Linked DNA regions of Sus scrofa: regions 2 and 3 are each linked to region 1. Evidence: chromatin contacts called from public Hi-C and promoter capture Hi-C data. All regions are on one chromosome and are shown on one strand. Each heading gives the region's core, a stretch centred on a gene start, on an enhancer-like site or on the middle of the called end of the contact. The rest is flanking DNA. Distances are from core to core; before and after follow the strand shown. Region 1 holds the start of CPT2 (carnitine palmitoyltransferase 2). Region 2 overlaps SCP2 (sterol carrier protein 2). Region 3 overlaps SCP2 (sterol carrier protein 2).

The links. Promoter capture Hi-C pulls out the DNA fragments that hold promoters and counts their contacts. Hi-C and Micro-C count contacts between places; a contact is called where the count stands out from the background.
Region 2: a promoter capture Hi-C map of liver shows a contact between it and region 1, with 5 times the contacts expected there. The contact joins the enhancer-like site here to the promoter of CPT2 in region 1. A contact is called at or near these places in 1 of 5 promoter capture datasets (liver), 9 of 47 Hi-C or Micro-C datasets (adipocytes, embryonic fibroblasts, fetal heart ventricle and 5 more) and 1 of 2 datasets of contacts at active chromatin or transcription factors (alveolar macrophages).
Region 3: a Hi-C map of liver shows a contact between it and region 1, with 3 times the contacts expected there. The contact joins the enhancer-like site here to the promoter of CPT2 in region 1. A contact is called at or near these places in 2 of 5 promoter capture datasets (liver and skeletal muscle), 3 of 47 Hi-C or Micro-C datasets (all in liver) and 2 of 2 datasets of contacts at active chromatin or transcription factors (alveolar macrophages and skeletal muscle).

What each region holds. Positions count from the first base shown.
Region 1 is chr6:159,059,465-159,063,876 of Sscrofa11.1, reverse strand. It overlaps CPT2 (carnitine palmitoyltransferase 2), which reads left to right and starts at 2,550. Exons shown (of 5, transcript NM_001246243.1): 1 at 2,550-3,164. The coding sequence starts at 3,013.
Region 2 is chr6:159,221,874-159,226,285 of Sscrofa11.1, reverse strand. It overlaps SCP2 (sterol carrier protein 2), which reads left to right. Exons shown (of 22, transcript NM_001168415.1): 17 at 1,803-1,956. Among named protein-coding and RNA genes, the nearest start is that of PODN, 45 kb to the right of the region's middle. Within about 2 kb of position 1,800, at least 50 of the 83 cell types and tissues checked have an H3K27ac peak or open chromatin away from gene starts, as enhancers often do. A contact at or near this core is called in alveolar macrophages, liver, mesenteric adipose tissue and 3 more, where this site is marked.
Region 3 is chr6:159,190,850-159,195,261 of Sscrofa11.1, reverse strand. It overlaps SCP2 (sterol carrier protein 2), which reads left to right. Exons shown (of 22, transcript NM_001168415.1): 20 at 998-1,055; 21 at 1,058-1,076; 22 at 4,122-4,217. The coding sequence ends at 4,217. Among named protein-coding and RNA genes, the nearest start is that of PODN, 14 kb to the right of the region's middle. Within about 2 kb of position 2,636, at least 16 of the 83 cell types and tissues checked have an H3K27ac peak or open chromatin away from gene starts, as enhancers often do. A contact at or near this core is called in liver and skeletal muscle, where this site is marked.

The sequences.
Region 1 (4,412 bases), core at 1,301-3,800:
CTAGCTAAAACAGTCTCTATTTTGCTATGTCCTGCCTTCACACACTAACTTATCACTAATGTTTACTTTTTTTTTTCTTTTGCCATTTCTTGGGCCACTCCTGCGGCATATGGAGGTTCCCAGGCTACGGGTCGAATTGGAACTCGAGCCACTAACCTATGCCAGGGCCACAGCAATGCAGGATCCGAGCCGCATCTGCAGTCTACACCACAGGTCTCGGCAACGTCAGATCCTTAACCCGCTGAGCAAGGCCAGGGATCGAACCCACAACCTCATGGTTCCTAGTCAGATTCGTTAACCACTGAGCCACAACAGGAACTCCTTTCTTCTTCTTTTTTTTTTTCAATGTTTACTTTCTAGTTAGAGTTATGTTGCACTTAGGGTCTGGGTTTTCACCAATGATCTCTTCCTTGCTTAATTGCTATTTTTACTAATGGTTACTTACTAGTTAGTAATTTGCTAGTTAGTAATATTTCACCTTTACTAATGGTTACTTGCTAGTTAGTCACTTGCTAGTTAGTAATATTGCACCTCGTGTTTTCTTTTGTAATTGAAACACCCCCTAACACCCCTTCCCTGTCAGCAACCTTCATCCCAGAGAGACAAGCAAGGAAGGATAACTCTGAGGACAACCAGAAACCATCACCAGACGCACCCGTGCTGGCCTTGACGACTCTGAAATGATCTATGGATGAAAAATAACATAGATGCCTTCATCAAGAACCTTGTCTTCCGAGCTAAACCTACAAAACCCCTTGCTATCCTTTCTCAGGACAGGACACAGTTTTGAGGCTTTCGCCTACTGTGTCCTCCTTTGCCTGGCAAAGCAATAAAGCTCTTCTTTCTCTTCCTCCAAATTCTGTCTCCAAGACTTTAACACAATCTTAGAGATTGTGTACAGCGGCCGCATTTCGGCTATAAATCTTAGAGTCTGGAGTTGGAAGGAATCTTGGAGGTGATCTGGGGACGGGCAGTCTCACATGGTCCCCTGAGCATGGAAGGCTCCCTAGGGCCAGAGGCAGAGCTTCCAGTCCTTGGAAAAATTCAAGGTGAAAAGATGGTCGCGCAGAAGGGATCCTTCTCTAAAAGGGCTTTCTGCTCAGAAGCGGTGGCTGGATGGGAGACGCCATGGTTTCTGGCTTCTGCACACATTTTCTCTAATACTGGTTCAGGGGAGCCAGCAGGGCAGCTGTGCGGAGCTAATCACAGAAACGTCAAAACCCTCCTGCTGGGCAAACTTGACTGGTAACGACAACCATCACCACCATTTACTGCTCACAGCGCCAGGCACTGGGTTACCACATTCGGCCTCTGTCTGCCAGTGCCCAATTAAAATGCAGAGACATGGAGTTCCTGTCGTGGCGCAGTGGTTAACGAATCCGACTAGGAACCATGAAGTTGCGGGTTCGGTCCCTGCCCTTGCTCAGTGGGTTAACAATCCAGCGTTGCCGTGAGCTGTGGTGTAGGTTGCAGATGCGGCTCGGATCCCGCGTTGCTGTGGCTCTGGCGTAGGCCGGTGGCTACAGCTCCGATTCGACCCCTAGCCTGGGAACCTCCATGTGCTGCAGGAGTGGCCCAAAAAATAGCAAAAAGACATTAAAAAAAAAAAAAAAAAAAGAATTACTTTAAAAAAAAAGAAAAGAAAATGCAGAGACGAAATTTGGGGTAAAGGAGAAAAAAAGAGCTTTCTTGCTTTGCGGGGCAAAGGGGGGCCACCGCAGGCTAATACGTTAAAGACTGTGTTCCCCCCACTGGAAAGAATTGGGAGGAGTTTTATAGTGAAAAGGAGAAAAGCAGGTTTCCAGACAGGAATCGGGATTGGGACAAACATGCCCTCTTCTTTTTTGGGGGAATCCTAGTCGTCAAAGCTGGAGTCGGATGACCTCGGTATGATCGAGAGGGTGGTCTCCTGGGTTACTGCCTAGAACAACAGTACTCGCGAAAAGGGAATACTGATCAGAGATGACCACAAACTAGGAAAGTTCCTGAAAAACATCATGTGCCAAGAATCTTTGACCCACAGGCACCTGTGCTCAAGGTGCCTAATCTTTAGCTTACAGGTGATTGTGTTTAGGATGCAATTAAGCGAGGGAGAAGGCCAAGGAAGGACTCGAAGCGGTTCCGTTTTAAAGTATTCATTGCTAAAAGAAGCATAAGGACTATCACTTCTCTCTTAGGTGTCTGAGATGCCTAACTTATTATGTGTATTCCTTGGGAGGGAACCAGGATCCTGCCCCAAGGCTGGACGACTGTTACCTGACTGTTCCTCCCTTGTCTTTGCATCCCCTTCCTTCCCTGATCAGCAACTGTCTGAACCTGTCCCTAGGAGCTCAGGGAAGGTCATGGTGGCTGAACGAGGCCCATTTCCTAAGAAAAATTAACGTGAGGCACAGAAAGGCTTTTGTGCCCAGGAGCCCTTTTGCCACCCGGAGCCCCACAGGGTGGTGCGCGTTTCCACTGTACACACCGTTACTGCATTTCCTAACTAGGAATGTGGGAGGTGGCTTAATGGTTAGAACCTGTTTCTCAGATGAGGAAACAGGTTTAACATTTTTCCCACGATCTCCCAAGGACAGAGTCTGGAACGAATTCATCAGACTCCGAAAAGTTTTTCGCCTTTTCTTTTTCTGCCACTTCAGTTTCAATATTGTTTCGGAAGAGGAGAAGGGCGTGCCTTGGGAGCTCCTTTTCCCGCGCAGCCTAGGGAGCAGAAGCGGGAGCCACGGAGCAGAGACGGCAGCGGGCCGGCTCGCCCCGCAGTGGGCGGGCCCCTCTGAGCGGAGGGCCTGTGGGCGGGCCCTCAGTGGCAGGGCCCTTCCGTGGGCGGGGCCTTTCCATGGGGCGGGGCCTTCCGTGGGCGGGGCCCTAAGGCCGGAAGTGGCCTCGTGGACCTGCCCTAACCGAACTTGAGTCCCTGACCCGGCGTCCCGGGAACCTGAGGGCAGCGGCTTGGGCTCTGCACACCAAAACCACACGGTCGCCGCGTTCGTGCTGCTGCCGCCACCCGAGACGATGATGGCTCGTCTGCTGCTGCGCGCCTGGCCCCGGGACCTTGCTGTTGGCCTGGCAGCCCCCTGTCGGACCCTAAGCGCCGGCTTCGAGCCGGGTCAGTACCTGCAGCGCAGCATCGTGCCCACTATGCACTTCCAGGACAGTCTGCCCAGGTGAGCCCCGCCGCCCACCGCCAGCCGTGAAGCGGCCCCAAGCTTACCCCACTCACTCACGACTGTTCTGCTGAACCCTCTTCTGCCCCCAAACCTCTACCTGGGACGGTGCCGTATCCTCCAATTTGAAAATCCTGTGACTTTCAGGCTCTCCTGGCACAGGAACTTGAGAACGCTCAAATTCTCTTCCCGAATCCTCCCACTGTTCGCTTAGATTTTCTCTCTTGAACTCTTCTCGAACTTCTCCAGGAAGCCAACTTCCAATCAGATATCTAATTGTCCCTCCTACTTCTCCCAGAAAAATGTCCTACCTGCATATCTCCAGCCCTGTCCTTACTCCTCCAACTAGGGTGTCTCCCCCCCAATCCTGCCCAGACGATGGAGCAGCCAATTCCTGATGCATAATAGTTACTCTCCCTCCACTTCTCCCAACACTCCCCCTTTTGGACACCCGGCCCTCGTAACCCTCAGCCCTGCTCGCTGTGCCTCCAGTCCTGTTTATTTTAGCATCCTACCAGTCTCCCCCAGACTCACCTTACCCTCCCCCAAGTCTTCAACCTTCTAAGTCAGTCTTCACCTGGAAGCCTTTCACCGCTATCAAACCTTCCTCAACACTCCCCCACCTTCCTGCCCCTAAAAGAGCCTCCCTAACCCACATTAGCCCCTGCAACTTCAGCACACCCTCACGGAATTACAGACACTGCCCTCAGTAACCCTCCCCAAATCTTATTCACATTAGGTCCAGAGCCCACCCCAGTTCTGTGCCTCCTCATCAAAGCTACCCTTTCTTTCCACCTTGTGAAATACTTCTCCCAGAATCTACTCCCCCTGTAAAACAGCCCCCATAAATCTTCCTCTCTCTTTCCTTCGCCCGGTAGTTTAATTCAGCTTCCAGTTTTCACAGGCTTTGAACAACAGGCCTTAATCTAAACTGCCAGTTCTCTTTCAATATTAGAAATTTCCCCAAGGAGTTCCTGTTGTGGCTCAGAGGGTTATGAACAGGACTAGTATTCATGAGGATGCAGGTTTGATCCCTGGCCTTGCCCGGGGGGTTAAAGATCTGGCATTGCTGCGAGCTCTGGTGCAAGTGGCAGATGTGGCTCATATCTGGTGTTGCTGTGGCTGTGGTGTAGGCCGGCTGCTGCAGCTCTGATTCAACCCCTAGCCTGGGAACCTCCATATGCTACAGGTTCGGCCATAAAAAGCAAAAAAAAAAAAAAAAAAAAAAAAAAAAATTTCCCCCAATTC
Region 2 (4,412 bases), core at 551-3,050, 160 kb before region 1:
AAAAGACAAAAAAAAAAAAAAAATCATTACATGGAGTTCCTGTCATGGCTCAGCAGTTAACAAATCTGACTAGTATCCATGAGGACACAGGTTTGATCCCTGGCCTCGCTCAGTGGGTTAAGGATCCGGTGTTGCCGTGAGCTGTGGTGTAGGTCATAGATGCAGCTCGGATCCTGCATTGCCGTGGCTGTGGCATAGGTGTGGCTACAGCTCCAATCTGACCCCTAGCCTGGGAACCTCCATGTGCCTCGGATGTGGCCCTAAAAAGAAAAAAAAAAAAATTACGTCATGTGGAATTACCTGTTTTTAAAATGTGTTAACTATATATTCTATAAAAATATACAGATATTGCTTAGAAATGAGGAATGGCAGTTAAATTTCTTGAGAAGGTTGGGGTTATATAGGAAGCTGTCACAGGTACTTGGGAATCAGGTTTCATGGTTGGGGATGTGGGTGGAAGAACAGATATTGTAGGCAGACTTGTGTAGCTCTGCCTCCAGGATGTTGAAACCAGTCTATCCTGAAAGAATGTTCTTAGCTATCCTTGAAGAGCTAGTGTGAGAGAGAAAAAGAATGTAAATTAGGAGGCTTGTATTTAATCTCAACTCTAGAATTAGCCTGCTTTGTAACCATTCACAAATAACTTAATCTTACATTTCTCACTGCTAACTTTGTACCTAAGCAAGGGCTCCTGTGCCAGACTTGGATGGTGGGTGTTTGCAGCAAAGTAAGGGTTTATTTGCAAGGCACCAAGCAAGGGAGCCGGAGGCAAGTTTCAGATTCACTCCTTCTTGGTCTTTGAGTTAGGGCTGTTTTAAAGAGAAAGAACAAAGAAACTGGAATTAATCATTGTCCTGAGACATTTCTTTATCTGATTTTGGGAGTCAGAATGTGGTTTATGAGTCTCTGGCCAGGTGGTCCATGGCTCCAGGGGTCTCTGAGCTCATCTTGCCCTGGAAAAACCACCTGCATTTGAAGGTTAATGATATCTACACAGCTATTTTTGTATAGTAGGATGTTATCAACAGTAACAGTTTTAGTCATCTGACTCTGGTTGATTAGTATTCAGTTAGTACAGGAATGAGGAGACAAGAAAGGGATAGAGGTCACAGGAGACAAGGAAGGGAATAAAGTTTTGGATAGAGAAATTTATCATAAACCCAGTAAGGTAACTTCAGTTTTGGGGGGCTCGGTTTCAGCATTATTAAGTTCTCTCCAGCTCTAAAAATCTGCTTTTATTATCCAGGGGACAAATGCTTTTTTTTTTTTTTTTTTTTAAATCCAGTGCTATTCTTGTGAATAGCTGTGAATAGATCTGGGAAACAGTTCAGTTCATCCTTTCTAGGAATTCTTTGAGAAGAATAGGAAAAGTCCTCGTGCTAGCTAAATTTTTAGGGAAAGCCAACTCCCACATCCTAGATTGTTTTCTTTTGATACATTAACAGTGGTAAGAATTAAATTATTTTTAGGCCATTCGGCCTGAGCCAGAGCACTGTACCTTCAGCGTTTTCGCTTTGAACATTGCCCCCCAAATGCCAGGTTGGATATATTTAAAGAGCACAGGGAATTTCTTAAGCCTGAGTATTGGCTAAATACAGAGATTACTGCGGAAGAAAAAGTAACTAACTACAAAACCCCTCCAGGCTTGTAGGAGAAGTTCCTGTCTAGGCAGATTTCGTCTTGGCGGAATGAAACGGTTTAATTGAAAGCCACAGTTGGCAGCCCTCGTCTGGCTTGAGAAAGCCGATTGGGGCCGCTTTCTAAACCAACGGGATCTGACGGCTCTGTGTTCGATTTGTTAGGTCTGGCTCAGTGCGCCGAACTCTGCTGGCAGCTGAGAGGGGAAGCCGGGAAGAGGCAAGTTCCTGGTGCAAAGGTTGCTCTGCAGCATAATTTGGGCCTTGGAGGAGCTGCGGTTGTCACGCTGTACAGGATGGGTTTTCCTGAAGCTGCCAGGTAAGTGGCACTCTGGTTTTGCATGGCAGTGAATCCTTCTGACTCTCCGCAACTAATGGCGTTGTGCATGTTTTCCAAAAGTCCTAATTTTATTGTCTTCGTACTCAAAGAACAGGTATCTCATTGCGTGGCTGTCGTAGCACGGCTTAAACACTTTAAAACTGGCAGTTAACTTTTAAATGTCACCAGCCTTAGGAAAATTTTGTTCATGAAGGAGGCAGCGTAGGCAAGAGTGGCGGACTAGACGCGGGAGCTGGCTGGGTCCTTGTCTCAGCCCTGCCAACCTGAGTAGTTTTCATTTAGGCAAGTCATTTTTTGGTTTCCTTTCTCACAATTTGCTTTCTCCCCATGGCCTCTGAGATTGTTTGGAGAAAGTCATCAAATATGCTGATTGCATCTCTGCAGATTGATGTTTCTGAATCCAGTGAAGCCCTCGCTGCTGCCAGAATCCTTCCTGTTCGTCTCTTGTTGGTTTTCTTCCTGCCCTTGTCTAATGCCTGTGTTCCTCCAGTCTCCACTTTCTTTTCCAAGGCTTTCAGGATCCCTCCTCTTCCTTACTCTTCTCAGAGAAGTGCTCATCCTTCCCAGAGGAAAAAAAAAGTCCCATTTCCTTTCCTTTGCATGCTTTTGTTTCCAACCACTTTCTGTAATTTTGTTCCACATGTTAAGTATACCCCTCTTTTGAATCTTTCTGTTTTTGCGTTTTCATTGACCCCTTTCCCTCTGTCAGCAAACGTGTTCAGGTCTTCTGTATTCTAGAAATCTACTTTGATTATAAAGATTAAGAATACCTTAATTATTCTCTTTCATGATGAACCTTTTATATTGAACCACTTTTGTTTTTCTATTTTGAAATGCCTTTAGTTTCTTATCTCATCACGGAGGTCAGGTGAGGCCAGCAGTGATCTGATTATGAAGTGCTCTGGCCTTTATTTTCTGGTCTTTAACCCTGCAGTAGCTAGCAACACTGATTGGCTCCCTTTTCCCCCCGAATTCTTGGTAATTATTTTTTCATTTTTTCCACACTTTTGGTTCTACAGAGGGTATGTGACACACTTTTTTTTTTTTTTTAACAGAATCCGTTATATTCTCATGTTTTAGAAGCTTTTGAGTCTCTTCTGTCTTCTTTCTCTGCCTGGAATATTCTGTTGTGAAAATTGTGTCTTCCTATTAAGACCAATCTTAGGTAGCTTCTCCCTTTGAATATCCAAAGCACTTTGTAACTCTTGGGTCCCTGTCTGATTTCTGTTTAGTTGTAGTGCATCTAGATTGGTTTTTTTAAAAATCCCATTTGTTATGTGAAAGCCTTGAGATAAAAACTGTGACCTCCCCACCCCTCTGTTTCCTGAATTGGATCAAATAAAAAGCTGTTAAGGTGTTGAAGTTTAAGTTTCCTCCTAAATCTGATTCATTAGTTTTATACTGTCCTCTGAAATTCCTAGTTCGTATTTGGAGTTGAAAATCCTCAGTAAAAGCCACACTATCAAGAGCTACCAGAGTCAGCACATTAGTATAGCTATCTAATTTGCTCAGAATAGATTCTGTAGTTTGGACAATAAATTCTATTTTATTTATTTATGTATTTGCTTTTTTTTTTTTTTTTTTTTTTAGGACTGCACCCACATATGGAGGTTCCCAGGCTAGGGGTCCAATCAGAGCTACAGCTGCCAGCCTGTGCCACAACCACAGCAATGCCAGATCCAAGCCTTGTCTTTGACCTACACCACAGCTCACGACAATGCCAGATCCTTAACCCACTGAGCGAGGCCAGGGATCAAAACCACAAGCTCATGGTTCCTAGCCAGATTTGTTTCTGCTGTGCCACGACAGGAACTCCAGTAAATTCTGTTTTAAATGTGGAAGTCTCATGGTTTTTTCATTTTCAGAGACTAAGCGATTGGGAGATAGAATTGTTCACAATAACTATAGTTGCTGTTTCTGGGAAGGAAGAAGTATGAAAAAATCCAAATGATGTGTTAATGACAGAAAGAAATTGCCTTCGAACATTGAAGATATTTTTGATAGTTTTAGTGATAGAACATAATCTACTTCAAAGGCCAAAGCTGGGAAAATAATTCTAACTCTGATGGTACAAGTATAGTTTTAAAATGAGGTTTGGCTTTAAACAAAGTAATTTTAAGGTACTCATTGCACCTGATCTGATTTCCTTAGTTTCTTCTTTAGCTAACTTTGATGGAGCAGCTGCTATGTGCCTGGGCCCCTAAGAATGGCCCTCTGAGTATGTGGAGAAGGCAGACATACTTTTATCAAATGCTCTAGAAGCCCAGAGGAAGAAATGTTTATGAAGTTGTTAAATGTGAACTCAGATGACTAGGGTTGTCCAGCAGAAGAATAGAGGAAGGGCATTCTAGGCCTATAAATAGGAACAGACGTTTGAAAATACCAGATTTGGCAAGTGGTTGTACTATGTGGTGGGTAGAGGGCAGAGTCAGTAA
Region 3 (4,412 bases), core at 1,387-3,886, 130 kb before region 1:
CCTTTCCGTTTCCATGGGTAAGTTGGCGGAAGGCAGCTTTAGCCGCATCCTCTGCAGAGGGTCTCATAGGCGGCAGGCAGGGTTTTGGCCAAGGCTGGGTTCTCATCTGGAGACTTGACTGGGGAAGGCTTCCTGTGCAAACCCATGCATGTTGCTGACACTTTCCTTGCAGCTGTGACCGTGATCGATTTCGTTCCTATGGGTCGTAGGTCAGAGTCTGCCCTCCGCTCCTACAGGCCAGCATCCTGCCCTGGAGCCCTCTCTATATGTGGTATGCAGTGCACAGAATAGCAGCTAGTCTATTCAAGGCCAGCAGGAGAGTGACAGTGAGTTAACCAGCAAGACAAGTCTTGCAGAATGTCACAGGACTCAGGAAGTGCATCCCATCACCGTTGCCACATTCTGGAGGCCAGACGCAAGTCCCAGGTCCTGCCCACACGCGAGGGTGTGTTCTAGGAAGGCACGAACCCCCGAAGGCAGACCTTAGAGTCTGGGCGCCACAGTGACTGTTATTACTGTATCGATGTCGAAGTTTCCGGATGTTTTTCCTATATATGTAGACTTGAATATCTGTTTCGAAGGAAGAAATGGGCTCACGCGTACAGTTTGTTTTGTAACTGGCTTATATGACGGTATCATGAACAATATCCCATGAATATCTTTTCAAGTCGGTAGAGTGCAGTTCCGCCTCATCTGATGGCCGCCTTGTAGTGATGTGAACGTACCATGATTGATTTAATAAGGTGCCCTCTTGTTAAATATTGAGGTTGCTTGGGATTTATGCCACATTTTACCAGGTGGCCAGAGAAATGCATGTCAGTGCCCTTTTTGCCACACTCCTGCCGGATGTGATTCCGATGCACTCGTGGCTTTTGACTAACATGTGTTCGTGCGTTGTCTCCTTAGCGCAGGAGGCAGCGTGTCGGTCTCATAAAATGTATGCATGACCCTGAACCCTTCTTGCTTTTCTCCTGCCTTCTGCCCGTCCCTGTTTCAGATAAGAAAGCCGACTGCACAATAACGATGTCCGACTCAGACTTAGTGGCTTTGATGATGGTAAAATGAATCCTCAGTTGGTGAGTATGATGGTGCTTATATGCCTCTATTCGGGGCTTGGGGGGGTGGCCTCTTCTTCATCACTCGCCTCAGCAAGTGGTCAGTGCAGAGCGGGCAGACCCGCCAAACTCCGTGTTTCCCGAAAGGTTCACTTAACAAATGACAGACCATTGTGGAGCTTGACCATGTGCCAGACCCTGTCCTGTGTACTTTCTTTTTTTTTTTTTTTTTTTCTTTTTTCTTAGGTTTTTGTCCTGTGTACTTCACATACCCAGGTGACTAAGAAATAGTTCCATGCTCAGGGCATCCCCCGTTCGGTATAAGTCAGGTTTGCAACAGACTTAAGCGCAGCCAAATATTCGAGGTGCCCCCCTCCCCAGCTTGTGGTTGGGGTGGGAGAGTGGGGGAAGGAGAAGCCGGGTCTTCCTGGGCCATCAGAGAAGGCTTCCCCTGTGACGTGATACCTGGCTGCGTCCGGGGGACGGGCGGGGGGCGGATTAGGAACTGGCATTGCCCACATGCAGAGTAGGAGCCATCGAGGCAGAAAGAGGGACGGGTGTGAACAAAGGCAGGATCCCTTCCATTTTGTACCTTTGCCTCTTCTCATTTCACTTGAACTGTCCTTCCTCGACAAGCTCCTTGGCTTTCAAAATGTCCTTTCCAAAGACCTCCTGCCGCATTGCGAGGGGGCTGTGGACAGTCCCTCTTCTGGGCCACTTCCTGGACTGCAAGCTTGGCAGGTCTCTGATTTTATTGGTCATAATGTGCCCCTGCTAGACTGTGTCTGCCTCAAGGGAATGAACCATATCTTGTTCATCATCTTTTTTTTTGTCTTAAGGGCCGCACCTATGGCACATGGAGGTTCCCAGGCTAGGGATCAAATCAGAGCTGTAGTCATTGGCCCAGCCAGCCACAGCCACAGCCACACTAGATCCAAGCCACGTCTGCGACCTACACCACAGTCACGGCAATGCCAGATCCTTAACCCACTGAGCAAGGCCAGGGATCGAACCTGCATCCTCATGGATACGAGTCAGATTCGTTTCCACTGAGCCACAACGGGAACTCCGTTGTTCATCTTCTTGTCTCCAGAACTTAGCATGATGCCTGGATTAGTTTGTATCTGTCTAAAATGGGTTTATGTCTCGTCTAGATGGTCTGGGCCCCCAGATCGTCAAAGGTCTTCTTCCCCTGTTGAGAGGCACAGGATTGAACAGATGTGGTGTCCTGAGCCGTCCGTTAGTCATAGATAACACGAAGTTAAGCTGCTGCTTTCCATTGTAACCTTATTTTTTGTTGCCTTGGCCTGGTTTGTTTTAGATCTTGTTCCTGCCATACCCTCATAATTTGAAAGATTGGATAAAACAGCTAAATCTGACTCCTACTCCTGTGCCTTTTTAAAATGCTTTTTCAAGGCAGCTAAGCATCTTTCAGACATGCATTGACACGTGAGAGACGGGTCTGTGACGTTTCGGCTGAATACGCACCATTGACAGCTGGCATTTCCACCCACTGCACCCTCTCCAAAAATCTGGACAGAACACAGGCCACCAGTCTCGGAGCTGGCGGACATCCACCTTCCCACCCACTGCTGCTTGTTCCTCGGTCCACTCCGCACGCTTCCTTGGCAGGGCAAGCAGACTTCACACGCAGCTGCCCTCGTCCTCTCAGTTTATCTGTTTGCCCCCCACTTGGGGGAGTGAAGTGTCAGTTTGCTTTTCCTGAACACCTGTTAGCACCCTAAGGCATTACAGATAAAACCTGGAGACCTTTCTGTGGTTGTGCTAATGGCCTTTCCTTATGCTCCGTAGAGGATTTGACTGGAAACCATCAAATGCAGTGGAAATTATAATTTCAGTGTTTGGCTGCAGTTGAAACAAAGCATTGTGCTCTCTAACAGGAAGCCCACGGGAGGAACACGCTAGGGGCCAGATTTAAGTGATTCTTAAGTTTGGGTTCTCTAAAAGGTGAAGGTGTGTCTTTTCTATAATAACGATTAACTAAAAAGCCATTTCCTCTTTTAATTAATAAAAGGGGAAGATGCCGAATTTCTCCCGGTCCATATTTTTAAGGCATATGTGCAGTGTATCGTGTTCTGAGACACCTGACCTTTAAGCCATCAGACAGAAGGCTGTGTGCCATATAGAAAGGAAATATTTAGTTTGTCCAGACAGAGGAAGGGGGAAAAGAAAGGAATTAGTCACCCTTACCAGAAGGTGCAGAGAAAGCAGAGCTCTGTGCCTTCCTACGGTTGAGGCAGAAGAGCCCGTGACATCTTAGTGAACTTGTTAGGAGGCGAAGGCTACCAGAAACTTCTCCTCTCACTTTCCCTTATTTTAAGAATTAAGTTAAAAGGCTGAGATCATAGCAGGGAAATCATGCTGTGTTCTCAGTTTTGGTATTTCTTTAAAGTCTTCCTGGGGTTTTGTTACATGATAAATTTAGCAAACATCATGTGATCTAATCCCAGGCAGTTGTGAAATGGAACAAATTGTGGCTCTGCCCTTGGGATCGGTTTGATGCTCTTTATTGAGCCAAAGATTAGCACAGGCACCTCGGTCCCAGCAGGCTGCCTGGCCTCCCTCTGTAGGGAATCAGTCCTGATCGTGGAGACCGAAAAAGGAAGAGACTTGGTGGCATTTCACCCACGTTGTATTGACTCCCAAGAGTTTCTTGGTGAGTTACGCATGTGCTTTTTCTCCCTGCTAGCTGAGCCCTGGAAATTTCAGCTCATATTTCTGCTCCACGTGTAACGGGATTTAAACAAAATCAGTCTAGTCTGGACCCACTTTGCCTAATATTTGGAAAATGTACTCCCTTTGAGGAAGGCAGGTAAAAGCAGGCTCACTTTCTCAGAGAACACATTTGGGGAGGATGCACCTTTGACTGCTCTGCGTAAAGCATGGCTTTTGCACATTGGTCCTTTTGAAGAATCTGGTTCCAAATCTATTCCGGAAAGTTTAAGAGATCTGGATAAATAAATCATCTCGGGACTGGGTAGTCTAGAAATATCAGCAATCTCAAAACCCAAAACACCGAATAATAAATTTTCTCTCTTCTTACAGGCCTTCTTTCAAGGCAAATTGAAAGTCCTTGGCAACATGGGTCTGGCTATGAAGTTACAGAATCTTCAGCTTCAGCCCAGCAAAGCTAAGCTGTGAAGAACTCCCTTTGCCTACCTTTGAAAATCAAGATGAGATATACAAATATATAGATGCGTATATTTCACTGTCAGAACCTAGACTGAAAATTCACATTGGCAAATAGCATGAGATTAGTTTTTAAATGGGTGTGACCAATCCTGTTTTTCCTACGGGCTGGGTAAATAGAACCTGATGGTATACTACTGCTTTGCA